Regions from separate parts of the Sus scrofa genome. Here regions 1 and 2 are each linked to region 3. The links are chromatin contacts, called in public promoter capture Hi-C maps. All regions are on one chromosome and are shown on one strand. The core of a region is the stretch at or near the end of the contact, and the rest is flanking DNA. Distances in the headings are between cores, read along the strand shown. Region 1 has its middle 31 kb from the start of NAIF1. Region 2 has its middle 16 kb from the start of NAIF1. Region 3 holds the start of PTGES2 (prostaglandin E synthase 2).

The links. Promoter capture Hi-C pulls out the DNA fragments that hold promoters and counts their contacts.
Region 1: a promoter capture Hi-C map of liver shows a contact between it and region 3, with 3 times the contacts expected there. The contact joins the enhancer-like site here to the promoter of PTGES2 in region 3. A contact is called at or near these places in 3 of 5 promoter capture datasets (fetal liver and liver), 12 of 47 Hi-C or Micro-C datasets (differentiating spermatogonia, embryonic fibroblasts, fetal liver and 6 more) and 2 of 2 datasets of contacts at active chromatin or transcription factors (alveolar macrophages and skeletal muscle).
Region 2: a contact with region 3 is called in a promoter capture Hi-C map of fetal liver, with 2.4 times the contacts expected there. The contact joins the enhancer-like site here to the promoter of PTGES2 in region 3. A contact is called at or near these places in 2 of 5 promoter capture datasets (fetal liver and liver), 9 of 47 Hi-C or Micro-C datasets (embryonic fibroblasts, epiblast stem cells, fetal liver and 4 more) and 1 of 2 datasets of contacts at active chromatin or transcription factors (skeletal muscle).

The regions. Positions count from the first base shown.
Region 1 is chr1:268,498,306-268,502,695 of Sscrofa11.1, reverse strand. No RefSeq gene overlaps it. Among named protein-coding and RNA genes, the nearest start is that of NAIF1, 31 kb to the left of the region's middle. Within about 2 kb of position 3,140, at least 16 of the 83 cell types and tissues checked have an H3K27ac peak or open chromatin away from gene starts, as enhancers often do. A contact at or near this core is called in alveolar macrophages, liver and retroperitoneal adipose tissue, where this site is marked.
Region 2 is chr1:268,513,173-268,517,637 of Sscrofa11.1, reverse strand. No RefSeq gene overlaps it. Among named protein-coding and RNA genes, the nearest start is that of NAIF1, 16 kb to the left of the region's middle. Within about 2 kb of position 1,322, at least 24 of the 83 cell types and tissues checked have an H3K27ac peak or open chromatin away from gene starts, as enhancers often do. A contact at or near this core is called in fetal liver and liver, where this site is marked.
Region 3 is chr1:268,588,135-268,592,990 of Sscrofa11.1, reverse strand. It overlaps PTGES2 (prostaglandin E synthase 2), which reads left to right and starts at 1,635. Exons shown (of 7, transcript XM_001927936.5): 1 at 1,635-2,424; 2 at 3,555-3,752; 3 at 4,387-4,445; 4 at 4,804-4,856. The coding sequence starts at 2,155.

The DNA of each region.
Region 1 (4,390 bases), core at 1,891-4,390, 92 kb after region 3:
GAGGCTGTGCTGTAACCCTCCGCAGCACCCTCTCCCACGGTGTTGACATGTGTCTTAAAGGGAAACTTACATCCTCTTTCTGGTTCTGCCTCAAGATATGACTTTTCGATGATAGTGTCTCGGGAGCTCATCTCTCGTGTGAAACCCTGCCTCTTCTTTCCTTCGTCTCTCCTCTGGCCTTTGCAGGGCTGCTGCAGCCCCGGCCCCAACCGCGCACATGGCCCTGGCCCTGCCTGTGGCTTTTGCAGTATTTTCATACCTGTGTCTCTGCTTCCCTCTCCTCTTCTGTCAAATGGGAGGAAGAATAAAACTGACCGCACAGGGCTCTTTGGAGCCTGGAGGAGCTGATGCGTGTTCTGTGCGGGGCCCTGCACCTGGCGGAACCCTGAGAGGAGGGTCTGGAGGTCAAGGGACCTGAGCGTGATTCCCCCCTCCCCGGGGGGGTGTGTGTGTCACTGACCAGCTGGGCAGCCAGAGGCAAGTCTCCACCTCTCTGAGCCTCAGTTTCCTGGTCAGAATGATGCAGGGGGCGGGGTGGTCTTGCCCCACCTGTCATTTACCTCCAGCAGGTCCAGGGGTGAGACGGATGTTACTGTGGTTCATGGCCACTTTCACTGCCCAGCTCCATTGACCCTCCTCTCCCATCTAAAGAACCCATCTAGGAGTTCCTGTTGTGGCTCAGTGGTAATGAACCTGACTAGTATCCATGAGGATGCAGGTTTGATCCCCGGCCTCCGTCACTGGGTTAAGTATCCAGCATTGCTGTGAGCTGCGGCATAGATTGCAGATGAGGCTTGGGTCTGGCGTTGCTGCGGCTGTGGTGTAGGCCGGCAGCTGCAGCTCCAGTTTGAGCCCTAGCCTGGGAACTTCCATATGCCGCGAGAGTGGCCCAAAAAACAACAATGACATAAAGAACCTACCCAGAAACCTCAACCCAAGACCTCTCTGTTCCCGAGGGTGCTGAGAATCCTTATGGGACCGAGCCGAGCGACCCCCGGGATTATCGAATTCTTCATCTGCCCCAGGGGGCACAGGGACTGCAGTGGGAGAACTCAGTTAGCTGATGTGTGTAAATTGCCCAGGGGAGCTTATCCATGAAAAACCTCCCTTCCGCAGGTGTGTGAAGGGAAGCGAGCGAGGGTGTTCATGGCAGCAGCATTTGGGACGGAGAAAAGGGGAGATCTCGACATTCCATCAGTAAGTGCCTGCGGTGGCAGCAACGCAGGATCCGAGCCATGTCTGCAACCTACACCACAGCTCATGGCAACGCTGAATCCTTAGCCCACTGAGCAAGGCCAGGGATCGAACCCGCAACCTCATGGTTCCTAGTCGAATTCGTTAACTACTGAGCCACGACGGGAACTCCTGCCATGGTGGTCTTATAACCGCTTCTGGGATTAGGGCATGAAAGGCTGAGGCTTGGCCTCTCTTTATTACTCCCTCTGGGACAAGCAGCTGTCACATCATGGGGACACTCAGACGGCCTTTGGGGAGGCTGACGTCTCCAGTCACAGCCACTGAGGGACCAACACCTGCCACAATCACAAGAGTGACCCTGGAAGCCACTTCTCCAGCCCTAGCCACAGCTTGACTACAACCCATGAGAGACCCAGGACCAGAACCATCCAGCCGAGTCACCCTCGGATTCCTGACCACACGACCTCTGGGATAATAAATATTTGTTTTTCTAACTTGCTGAGTTTTGGGGTAGTTTGTTATACAGCAGTAAACAGCTGATACACTTCCCATTAAATCCGTTTTAGGAGTTCCTATTGTGGCTCAGTGAGTTAAGAACTCGACATAGTGTTGGTGAGGATGCAGGTTCCATCCCTGGCCTCGCTCAGTGGGTTAAGGATCCGGCTCGGATCCTGCATTGCTGTGGCTGTGGCGCAGGCCGGCAGCTACAGCTCCGATTGGACCCCTAGCCTGGGAACCTCCATATTCCATGGGTGCAGCCCTAAAAAGACAAAAAAAAAAAAAAAAAAAAAAAGAATGAAGTAAATCCCCCTGTCCAAACATGGAAAGCTATCCAGGGTATGCTGCTAAGTGAAAGGAAATCTTACAGAACAGCATGTATCGTGTGATGCTTTTTGTATAAAAATATGCTGTCATTACATATCGGAAAGATCTGGAGGAATTTCACCCAAACTATTAATAGTGATTCGCTCATTGCAGAGGCAGGGAGGGTGCGCAGGAGACCTTCGCTCCTTATTTCTGTCATGTGGAGCTTTTTACGCTCGGTCTCAGTTTGGTAAGCTGGCGGAAAAATACAAGCATTTTTTTTAAGGATGTGTCTAAAGTGATCCTGGTGGAAAAACAGAATAAACAGGCTTCAGGAACGGACAACACTTGAGGTCTCGGTGTTGAGCCGGTTAGGAGTTCAGGTCTCAGTCTGGGCACAGAGGGACGGGTGGGAAGGGCTTTGAGTTGAGGAGTCGTCAGGGGAGCTGGCGGCTGATGGAGGCTCTGCTGTTGCCACGTGTGGTTCCCAGGTGGCCCTGGGCACAGACCTCCAACTGGCAGATGGGGAAAGAGAGGGTAGAGGAGGAAGTGGGTCAGGTCTGGAAATGATGCTTCTTCGCTTCTGCCCACATCCTTTTAGCCAGAGCTCAGTCATCCTCTGGCCGTGGCTCCTACTGCCTAACCTCTTGCCTTTTGGTCTTCTTCTTCTTCTTCTTTTTTTTTGGTCTTTTTAGGGCCACACCCTCTGCATATGGAATGTCCCAGGCTAGGGGTCCAATTGGAGCTGCAGCTGTCAGCCTACACCACAGCCCCAGCCACACCAGATTGGAGCCGCATCTGTGAGCTACACCAGAGCTCATGGAAATGCTGGGTCCTTAACCCACTGAGCCAGGCCAGGGATCGAACCCCCATCCTCCTGAATACGAGTCGGGTTCGTTACTATTGGGCCACAATGGGAACTCTACGACTGTCCGCTCTTATCACACTGTCGTATCCGAGAACCTCGGCCACGGGAATATCAGGGCTGAGCCCTCCTGCGGCCGAGGTTACCCGTCACCCAGAGGAAGGAAGTGCTTATGCAGCACATTCTAGAACTTTAACTCTGCTGAGGGAGGCCCAGCCTGTTCGGTGCGGTCTGGTCCATCCGTCAGGAACACGGCCTTCTGACCTGGTGTCCCCGCCTGCCTCCCCCTCCCAGAGGCCGGGCTCCTCACCTAGGGCGGGGCTGTTAGAAGATGAACCCGGGGTCAGGGAGCCCCAGGAATTGTTTGCAAACTGCCATGTGCATCCGCGTGTATCTGCAAGCTGGCAGCACAGACTCGCCAAGGTCAAGGAGCAGGTGGCTGCTGTTCCCTGTGTCCTGCCTGCACGCCCTGTGCAGCTCCCAGCTACTCTCTGAGGAGGCCCAGATGGACAAACCGAGGCTCAGAGAGGGGACATCACTCACCCAAGGTCACACAGCATCTAGGGCATAAGGCTGAGAAGAGAGTGCACGCAGGTCTGCTGACCCCAAACCTAGTGTTCCTCATCCTTGCTCTGCTTCATTCATTCCTTCATTCATTCATCCCCTACTGTGTGCCAGGCTCCGTGTCAAGGATAGAGCAGTGAGCAAAACCCCAAAATGCCAAGTCCTGGCTCTCAAGGAGTTGGAGTTCAGGGGTGGTAGGAGACAGATAATAATAAAAATAATACCAACAACGAATAGAGGGTATCAGACAGTAGAGTATTCCTATGAAGACTTTTGAAAGCCAACATGGCATAAGGCAAAGACACAATTACTTTAGGACACAGCTTGTACAAAATAAGCCAAGACAGGTGTTCGCCGGTGGTTCAGGGGGTTAAGGATCAGGTGTTGTCACTGCTGTGGCTCTGGTTACTGCTGTGGCTTGAGTTTGGTCCCCTGGAAACTTCCACATGCCACTGGAAGGGAAAAAAAAAAAATAAGGAGAGAGAGAGAGAGACAAAGCACAGACGCTCATAAACAAAGTTCAAATCTTTGGTGGTTTGACACCGGGATGCTGAGTACAGTTCCTCAGAAGCAGCTTGGCAGCGCCACTCTCGCTGCATGGGGTGCATGCGGCCTCTGCAGAGGCCTGTGCAAAACAAATTTGGAGTGCTATTTTCTACTTTCACTTTTCACCATTTTTTGTGGTTTTATTTTTTGGTTTTTTAGGGCTGCACCTGTGGCATGTGAAAATTCCCAGGCTAGGGGTCTAATTGGAGCTGTAGCTGCCGGCCTACACCACAGGCACAGCAACCCGGGATCTGAGCCGCATCTGCGACCTACACCACAGCTCACAGCAACGCCAGATCCTTAACCCACTGAGCGAGGCCAGGGATCGGACCTGCCCCCTCATGGATGCTAGTCGGGTTTGTTACTAGTCGGGTTTGTTAACCACTGAGCCATGATGGGAATCCCTATGTACAT
Region 2 (4,465 bases), core at 73-2,572, 75 kb after region 3:
GTTCCCTGATGGCCCAGCAGTTAAAGATCTCCAGTGGGTCAAGCTGTGGCGCGTGTTCTATCCCTGGATTGGGAACTTCTACATGGCATAGGAGCAGGGAAAAAAATTCCCCTTTTCATTTCAGTGTTGATGGCACTGAGTACCAATAGCATTCCCGAGGGATGTTTTGCCTTTCCCCATCTGCTAGATGAAGAGACTGAGGCCAGGAGGACTCACCTGCTGGCGCATCATTTGTATGTGGCAGGGCTGGGGGTCCACCCCAGGTGTGTCTGGCTATGCTGCCTCCTCCTTGTGAGTCAGCTTCTCCTGAGAGGCTGAGCATGAATCAGCCTTCTGGAGCTGTGGCCTGGACTCTGGACCTGCAACAGGTTGACAGGTGTGTCAGGAACCGCACCCCGAGTGGCCCAGCCTCACCTGAGTGTTGTGACCTTGGGCAGGTCACACCTTCTCGCTGGGCTGTGGGGTTTCCCCTCCTGCGGAGAGCCGATGAGAGGATGAGGGATCAGGAATCGAATCGGCAGCCTCATGGATATTAGTTGGGTTCATTACCGCTGAGCCACAACGGGAACTCCCAAATCTCCCAGTTTAAATATTTCAGCTACTAAATATTTGTAAAGCCTGTACAAAGCCGATGAAACACACCTATGGGCTAGAGTCAAACCACATCAGTTGGGCAAGCTGTACCTCACCCTTGGGGGGGAGGGCTGTACCCCTCAGGAGGAGCGAGAGGAGGGCAGCTAGAGGCAGAGTTTGGCAGCAGAAGGCCTGGGCACCAGATCCCTCCTTTTGTGCCTCAGTCTCCGCATCCATATGATGGGTGTTGGCCATTATAGCTGCATCAGTTCATAGGAAAGAGGCCCCTCCCGGACGCCCCACCTTTGCCCAGGCTGGGTCCAACTCACGGGGAGGATCCGGGCTGGGCTCTTTGCTTGGCTCCAGGCTGAGTCAGTCTTGACACATGTGGCAGTGATATTCACATGCCACCTGCCTGTCAGAAACCAAACACAGAGACTGGCCCCCTGCGAGGACACCCACCGAGGCTGAGGCTGGCAGAAGCACCGTTTCTAGGCAGGCCTCCAACACGGTCCTGTCCAGGTGGGAGGCTGGCCCCCAATGGCCTTGTTATCTCCTCTGGCTGTTTTTAGCGCCTGCTCCGCACCCAGGGGCCCTCCCGGCTGCTGCAGTCTAGTTTTTCTTAGAGGAATCATCCCTCCTCCTCGCAGGGTGAGGGAGGGATCCCCACTCTGGCTTGAGTGATAAAGCTGTGGCCCCGGACTGGTCCAAGAGCGGAACACATTCCTCTGATCACAGCGATTGGTTGACGGAGAGCACGTGACCCAAATGGACCAATGAGAGTCTGTCTAGGGACTCTGGCCGTCATCACTGCCATTATTTCCCAGATAGCAAGATGAAAACCTGAGGCTCTGGGAAGGTCACCCCAGGGAGGAAGCGCGCCTAATGACGACACCAACCCAGGAAAGGCTAAGCAGGGGGTGGAGAAGGATTTTAGCTGGGGTTTGAGTACGTGAATCCAGCAACTGATTTTTTTTTTTTGTCTTTTTTTTTTTCCATTTTCTTGGGCCACTCCTGCGGCATATAGAGGGTCCCAGGCTAGGGGTCTAATTGAAGCTGTAGCCACCAGCCTACGCCAGAGCCACAGCCACGCGGGATCCGAGCCGCGTCTGCAACCTACACCACAGCTCACGGCAACGCCGGATCCTTAACCCACCGAGCAAGGCCAGGGATGGAACCCGCAACCTCATGGTTCCTAGTCGGATTCGTTAACCCCTGAGCCACGACGGGAACTCCGAATCCAGCAATTTCTGAAGCAGATCCCTCTTAGATATATCAGCTATAGCACCTGCCCATCTCCGATTGGGGGATGTCATTTTAAGCGGGTGTTTGGCCTTAGCCGCTGAAAGCGTCCTAGTGTTTTTCTCACCCTGAGGGTCTCCAGTTTAGATTCCAGGGCAAAATAGCTTCAGCGTGTTGTCCTAGATTAGATGTTTCTCAAGCTATAACCAGAGATTTCGCTTTAAGATCCCCGGTGCTATTAACACACAGTTCTGAGCCCCACCTCAGACCAACCAAAACTGATAGTGGCGGGGTGGGGACGTGCGGATTTTCAACAGGCTCTCACGTGATTCTGTTTAAACCTCAAGGTCCAGAACACGGTGACCTCTGCCCCTCCTCCTTTCCACCTTCCTCCCTGATGTTGGAACCACGTGATTCCGCCCATCTGGCCACCGCTGATTGGACGAGCAGATGCGACCTGGTACAAACCCGGCCAATTGGCTTTCTCTGCTCCCTAATTTAGAATTGGAGACCCGCTCAGCCTTTAAGGCTGTTTGAACTTTCTTCCACCTCATTCACCAAGAAATAGAAAAGGTTAATCAGGGAGTTCCTGTTGTGGCACAGCAGAAACTAATCCGACTAGTATCCATGAGGATGTGGGTTCGATCCCTGGCCTTGCTCAGTGGGTTAAGGATCCGGTGTTGCCGTGAGCTGTGGTGTCGGTCACAGACGCGGCTCAGATCCTGTGTTGTTACGGCTCTGGCTGTGGTGTAGGATGGCAGCTGTAGCTCTGATTCAATCCGGAGCCTGGGAACTTGCATATGCCGCGGGTGCAGCCCTTAAAAAAACAAAAAACAAAAAGCAAGAAAAGGTTACTCAGCACAAGGAGAGGAAGGAAGGAACACGGGAGGGGAGGCAGGACTGAGAGCGTCCAGCATAAGGGACCACAGTTCGGGAAGGTTCCCAGCCAGACCCCCTGCACAGGTCCCCCTTGCCCGTGCCTGCGTGCTAATTTTATAGACCCTTCCACTATTTGCGGTAACTAACCCGAGTGACTTCTGCGGCTTCTAACCCAGAGATGTGATTTATTTCTCCAAGTCTCAGTCTCATCTGTAAAGTGACCAGCGCTGTGATTCACGACACCGTCCCCCGCTCCCCGCTCTCCCCCATCCCCAACTCCATGCTGTGGGTCCTTACAGAGGAGCCCCGGCTTAAACCACTCATTCTGGCAGGAGAGGTCTTGGTGACCTGAGGTACAGGTGGCAGAAGAATTTTGCTACAACAGTGTTTGTTATCCTTTGATGGCCATTGGAATTCCCCGGAATCTTTTTAAAATTTTTTTATTTTTATTTTTTTTCCCCAGAATCCCTTCTCTTTTTTTTAATGATTTTTATTTTTTTTCCATAATAGCTGGTTTACAGTGTTCAATCAATTTTCTACTGTACAGCATGGTGACCCAGTTATACATGTATACATTCATTGTTTTCACATTACCATGCTCCATCATAAGTGACCAGACATAGTATCCAGTGTCCCAGAATCTGTTTAGAATGCAGATTCCTGGACCTGACACATGGAAGCTGTGATCAATGGGTGGGTCTGGTGGAGCTCAGTTATCTGTATTTTTTTTCCACACTTTTATTTTTTTATTTCTTTATTTCTTTTTTTTTTTTTTTTTTTTTTGTCTTTTTGCCTTTTCTTGAGCCTCTCCCACGGCATATGGAGGTTCCCAGGCTAGGGGTCGAATCGGAGCTGTAGCCACCAGCCTACGCCAGAGCCACAGCAACGCCAGATCCGAGCTGAGTCTGCAACCTACACCACAGCTCACAGCAACGCCGGATCATTAACCCACTGAGCAAGGCCAGGGAACGAACCCGCCACCTCAGGGTTCCTAGTCGGATTTGTTAACCACTGCGCCACGACGGGAACTCCCACCCTTTTATTGAGGTATAATCTACATGTAATAAACTCCATGTACTTTGAACAATTTGATGAGCACGTAAGTACGTCTGTGAAACTGTAACCACAACTAAGACAGGGAGGATTGTCACCAAGGTCTCCATCACCAGCAAGTTTCTTTTCTTTTCTTTTCTTTTTTAGAATTTATTTATTTATTTATTTTTATCTTTTTGCCATTTCTTGGGCCGCTCCAGCGGCATATGGAGGTTCCCAGGCTAGGGGTCTAATCGGAGCTGCAGCCACCGGCCTACGCCAGAGCCACAGCAACACAAGATCCGAGCTGCGTCTGCGACCTACACCACAGCTCATGGCAACGCCGGATCCTTAACCCACTGAGCAAGGGCAGGGACTGAACCCATAACCTCATGGTTCCTAGTCGGATTTGTGAACCACTGCGCCACGACGGGAACTCCACCAGCAAGTTTCTTGATGTGACTTTCTCATCATCTCTCATCTCCCAAGGCAACAGCAATAAAAACAAAAATAAACCCATGGGACCTAATCAAACATAAAAGCTTTTGCACAGTGAAGGAAACCATTAAAAACAAAAACAAAAGACAGTTTACGGAATGGGAGAAAATAATTTCAAAGGATGCAGCTGACAAGGGCTTAATCTCTAAAATATACAAACAACTTATACAACTCAACAACAACAAAAAACAACAACCCAGTGGAAAAACAGGCAGAAGATCTGAATAGATATTTCTCAGAC
Region 3 (4,856 bases), core at 386-2,885:
CCTGGACAGAGGCTCTGTCCTCTCTTCTGTATGAGAACCCTGAGTCTCAGTCACCTGTCCCCAGATGTTGCACAGCAACAGGGAAAAGCACAACCATTCCTGGGATTTGCTCAGACTTGAGCAACCATCCAGCTCAGCCACAGGCAGGAGACCCCCCTGGCTGGAATGAATTAAGGAAGAGGCAGTACAGGGACCCAGGGTAGTGAGCACTGGATGGCAGGCAGAGATGCAGGCCTGACCCTACCTCTTGCCAATCTTTCCAGGAGGACACAAGGGAGAATTTGCCAAGTGGTTTGGTGGAAGATTGGATCACTGGGTTTCCTTCCTATACTTGGCAAAGGTGGAGAAGCTGCTGAGTGGGCAAAAAATAGGCTTCTCTAAAACACTGGCCTCACCAGCCTCCAGGCTCTGCCCATTCGTTTTCTCATTTAATCCTGGCCCATCTCAATGCAGGAGACACTACCCGTCATTCTTATTTTGCAGATGGGGAAACGGAGGCTCCAGAAGGTGAGAAGGGAGCTGAAGGTTCTCTCTCCACACCCCCACCCCACCCCCCGCAGTGCTATGCAGGCAACAGGCGGCTTCTGTAAGCAAGTCACATTCACCAGGGCTTCAGGCCACACCAGCAAAGGGGGCAGGGGATGCTGATTCAGCAAATTGGCACGCCCACCCAGAGGGTCCACGCCCGGCCCCGCCCTCTTGAGGAGCCCCCGTCTCCAACGGGCCTGAAAGAAGTGGCTAGAACAAATCCAAATCCAAAGGCCCCCAGTTTCCTCATCTGTGGCCTGTGGCCACAGTTCTTGAACGCTGCAGTTTCCAGAGACCCGCTAGCAGTGCTCGCCCTGAACCCCGGGAGCACGCCTGCAGCTCCGGACCCACCCGGGGGCGAGGGGATGGAGGAGGGCTCTGCTGTTCCTTCCCGGCCCCTATCCCACACCCCAGGTCTCTTCCCAAGAGAGCACCCCCGAAAAAGCAAATGTCGCCTCAGCAGCCCCTCTGGGTCGCCTGCTTCTCCAAAGCCGTCGTTCCCGCCTTCCGAGCCCAGGTCCCGACATTGCGGGCTAGGGCGCCATAAGGACCGCGGGACGATCCAAGGCGGCGAGGGTCGCGCAGACAGCCGGCACCAGGAGGAAGGTGGAGGCGGTGGAAGGAACTCAGAGCTGGAAGAGTGGAAAGCGGCAAAGGAACCCACTCGGATGGCTGGTGCCCTGACCCCAGGGTCGGAGCCCCGAGGCCCGAGCTCCGCCCCTGATCCGCCCCGCCCCATCCAGAGCAGGTTCCTCTGAGCAGCCCTGCTCTCTCTTCTTCTGGGGCAGTCAAGCTCTGTGCCCGCCTGTCTTTCAATCTCTGTCTTGCCCCGCCCACAACCTGTTCCGCCTACAAATCCCCCCTCCCACTCCAGGAGCACCGCTCCACTCGCGATCGCCGGGCGGGGCCAACCTGGGGCTGCCCGCCGAGAAGCCTAGGTGGCTGAGGCTCGGGCCCTCGACTTGGGCGAAGGAGCCCGACAGAGGGACAGAATATCTTGGGACCCCAATTCTCTCTGTTCCATCCTGCCGCTGGGGACCTGCGGGTCGGCCAGCCGGCGCCTCGGGTTGGGAGAAATCTGAGACACGTGGTTTCTAAAGCCCCCAGAGTGCACGGAAAATTTTATGGTTCAGGTTACAGAAGAAATTGGGCAGCGGTGCGGGAGGGCAGAAAAAGCCCCAGTCGCGGGCTCCCACCTACTGCGGGTCCGGTGGGCAGTTTCCGTGGCTTTCCTGGACCCGATGCCGTGACGCTATCCCCAGTATCCTAAAGGGTTCAATCTCTTTCTATTGGTTGCATATTACGGATGACGCTGAGGGCCATAAGGCGAACTACGCGGCCGAGTTCCTACGTTCGGCTCCGGGTCACCGCCGCGACCGGTTACATCTACGCGTTAGAAGCGGGGACAGTTAGCAGATCTCCCTAGATGTTTCTTTGTTTCTGACGGGTGTGTGAAAGCTGGGTGCCGGGGACTCACGCCCCGTCCCATGAGAGCTGTCCCTTCCCGCTCCGCTTCACAGTCACCCCTGGCAACCTCCAGGCGCCGGAGACCCGCCCCTTTAGAGAGAGCCTGAGCCCGGGCCATCTTTGTTTCTCGCGCCCTCCCGCGGTGCCGGCGAAACGAACATGGCCCATGCTGCACGGGTTCTCTGGCCCAGCGGGCGCGCCCTGGCCTGGAGACTGGGCGGTCGTCCCTCTCTAAGACTCCCCGAGCAGAGCCGGGCGGGCTTCACCGGAGCGGCGGGAGGCCCAGGCCCCACCGCCACCACCCGCAAGGGGGGCCCACGGCTCCTGGGGGCGGCAGCACTGGCCTTGGGGGGCGCCCTGGGGCTGTACCACACCGTGCGGTGGCACCTTCGCGCCCAGGACCTCCGAGCGGAGCGCACAGCCGCGCAGGTAAGCCCTGGCCAGACCGAGCCTTGGGTGGGGGCGCTGGGATCAGCGCCGAACTTCGGGACTTCTGGGAACCGGCGGGGTCAGGAATCGTCTCCTCTGTCCATTCTTGACCTTGAGCGAGTGACTTGGTTTTAAGTCTCTGATCCCTCAGCGTCCTCATCTGTGAAATGGGGCGCTAATGTCAGCTAACGAGAATTGTCTTTGTTTTAAGGTCGTTTTTCTAACCGGCTTTAAGACTTCTTAATAGAAAGATTTGGCGATCACTGAAACGGAAAGCCTCTTTCACAGTTTATCACTTTAGCAAACGTTTGTCTCCCTCCTACCGTCTCCAAATCCTGAGGTTGTGTGTTTATTTATTAGTACTATTATTAGTGTTTTTACGAAACCGATGACCCTAGCTGCCCTTACGATGCTTTGTACACAGCACCAGCCCCGTCCCATCACACCCCACAGGCGCCTGGTTTCGGAATCCAAGGGAACCAGAATGGCAGATGGGGAGTAGATTTCTCTGTATCTCCCTGTCCACCCCCCCCCCCACCCATGGTCCAGCTTCAGTCTCCCATCTCTGAACAGCGTCGGGGGCGAGGCGACTGCAGCTGTGCCTTTCAGATAGGAATCTGCAGCGAGCTTACCTGGGGCTCTCCTGCTGTGCATGTTCTATGCAGGTCCGTGGCCCAGATACAAGGACTCCCCTCTTGGAGACTCGGAAACGCTGGGCTCTGCCCCCTCACCCCGAGGTCCCTTGGATTGAGAGTGGGGGAGTTGGGGGGGGGCACTCCCAAGTTGAAGAAACAATTGCATCGGGGAGGGGGGTCCACCTGGCAGTGTCTGAAGTTCCCTCGGGACAGGAAGGAGAGAGATGTCTCTCTAGCGTTGGCGAGAAACCGGAAGAGTCCTCCTTTCTTCCCGGGGAGCCCACTGGTCGGGCGCCTGAGCCTGAGCTGCCCGCTGCTCGAGCCCGCTCCCCTCCCTGCGCCTCCTTTTCTCCTTGCCGTCTATCCTGGGTTCCTTCTCTAGTTCTCAGGGTCAGCCTAGAAGACGCCTTCGGGAAACTTCAGCTTGAGGGCGGGGCCGGGGGCGGGGCCTGGGCACCAGGTCTCAGAAGCCCCCCTCCTCTGCTCCTCCCCCAGCTCTTGCTGTCCAGCCGCCTGCAGCTGACTCTATACCAGTACAAGACGTGTCCATTCTGCAGCAAAGTCCGCGCCTTCCTCGACTTCCACGCCCTGCCCTACCAGGTGGTGGAGGTGAACCCTGTCCGCAGGGCCGAGATCAAGTTCTCCTCCTACAGGAAGGTGCCCATCCTGCTGGCCCAGGAAGGAGACAGCTTGGTGAGCCCCCAGGGAGCCCCCTCCAGTGTCCCGGGTTGTCCTGGAATCCCCCTGAGTCAGGCACTGCTCTGCAGCGCTGGAAGGAGCTTGGGCTCTCTGGGCCTTGGCTGAGGATTGGGACGCAGCCTGTCTAAGGGAGGAAGAGCACCACAGGCCTTAACAATGTGGGTTTGAGGTCAGGCTGGTCTGGGTTCAAGGTGGGGCTCTGCCACTCACTGGCTCTGTGACTTGCGGCCAGTCACTTAGCCTCTCTGGGCTTGCTTCATTCATCAACAGAGAACCATACTGTCTGGGGTGTAGGGCTTGGCTCCTAGTATGTAGCGTCTGAGTCCACCCTACCTGTCAGCGTCCAGGAGGCCAGGTGGGTGGGTCCTGCCTCCTCCCCACTAGCCACACTACTCCCTCACTTGGAGGGTGGGCTGTCCTGAGGGTGGGGACTGGGTCCTGGGGGTGGGGAAGCTCTATGGCATTGATTTTGGGGGGCGTGAACCCCCAGGGGCAGATAAACAAGGCTCAGGTTCCACTGGACCAGTTTCCGCAGGATGCCTGGTTTAGGAGCCCCCCGGGATTCTGCCAGTGGCTGCCAGACCCCCATTCCACCCCCAACCTTGATCTAAACCATCTTCTTCTCCAGCAACAACTGAATGACTCCTCTGTCATCATCAGCGCCCTCAAGACCTACCTGGTGTCAGGGTAAGGAGCCCCCGGCTGGCACTGCATCTCGTCCCCTCTCCTGTCCCAGGGCGGCCTCCCCTGGGTTCCCACGTGGAGTAGGGTGGGGCTGCCGCTTGGATTTCCACGGTGGACCACGGCCGTCACTCTGAGACGGCCTCCCCTCTGCGCCTCTCCCTCTGTCGGGGGGATGCTTTCGGAGTGTCTGCCCCAGATCCCTCTCGCTGCAGAACCTGCTGTGTCACTCATGGGACGGGGGAAAGCCTTTGTGGGGCAGCCCTGGGGCCCGATCCAGCTGGGGTGGGCAGTCCCCCCAGGAGGGGAGGGCTCTGAATCTGGGAAGATGGAGTCGGGCTGAGACTCAGGACGTCTCCCAAAGGCAGCCCCTGGAAGACATCGTCACCTACTACCCGCCCATGAAGGCTGTCAACG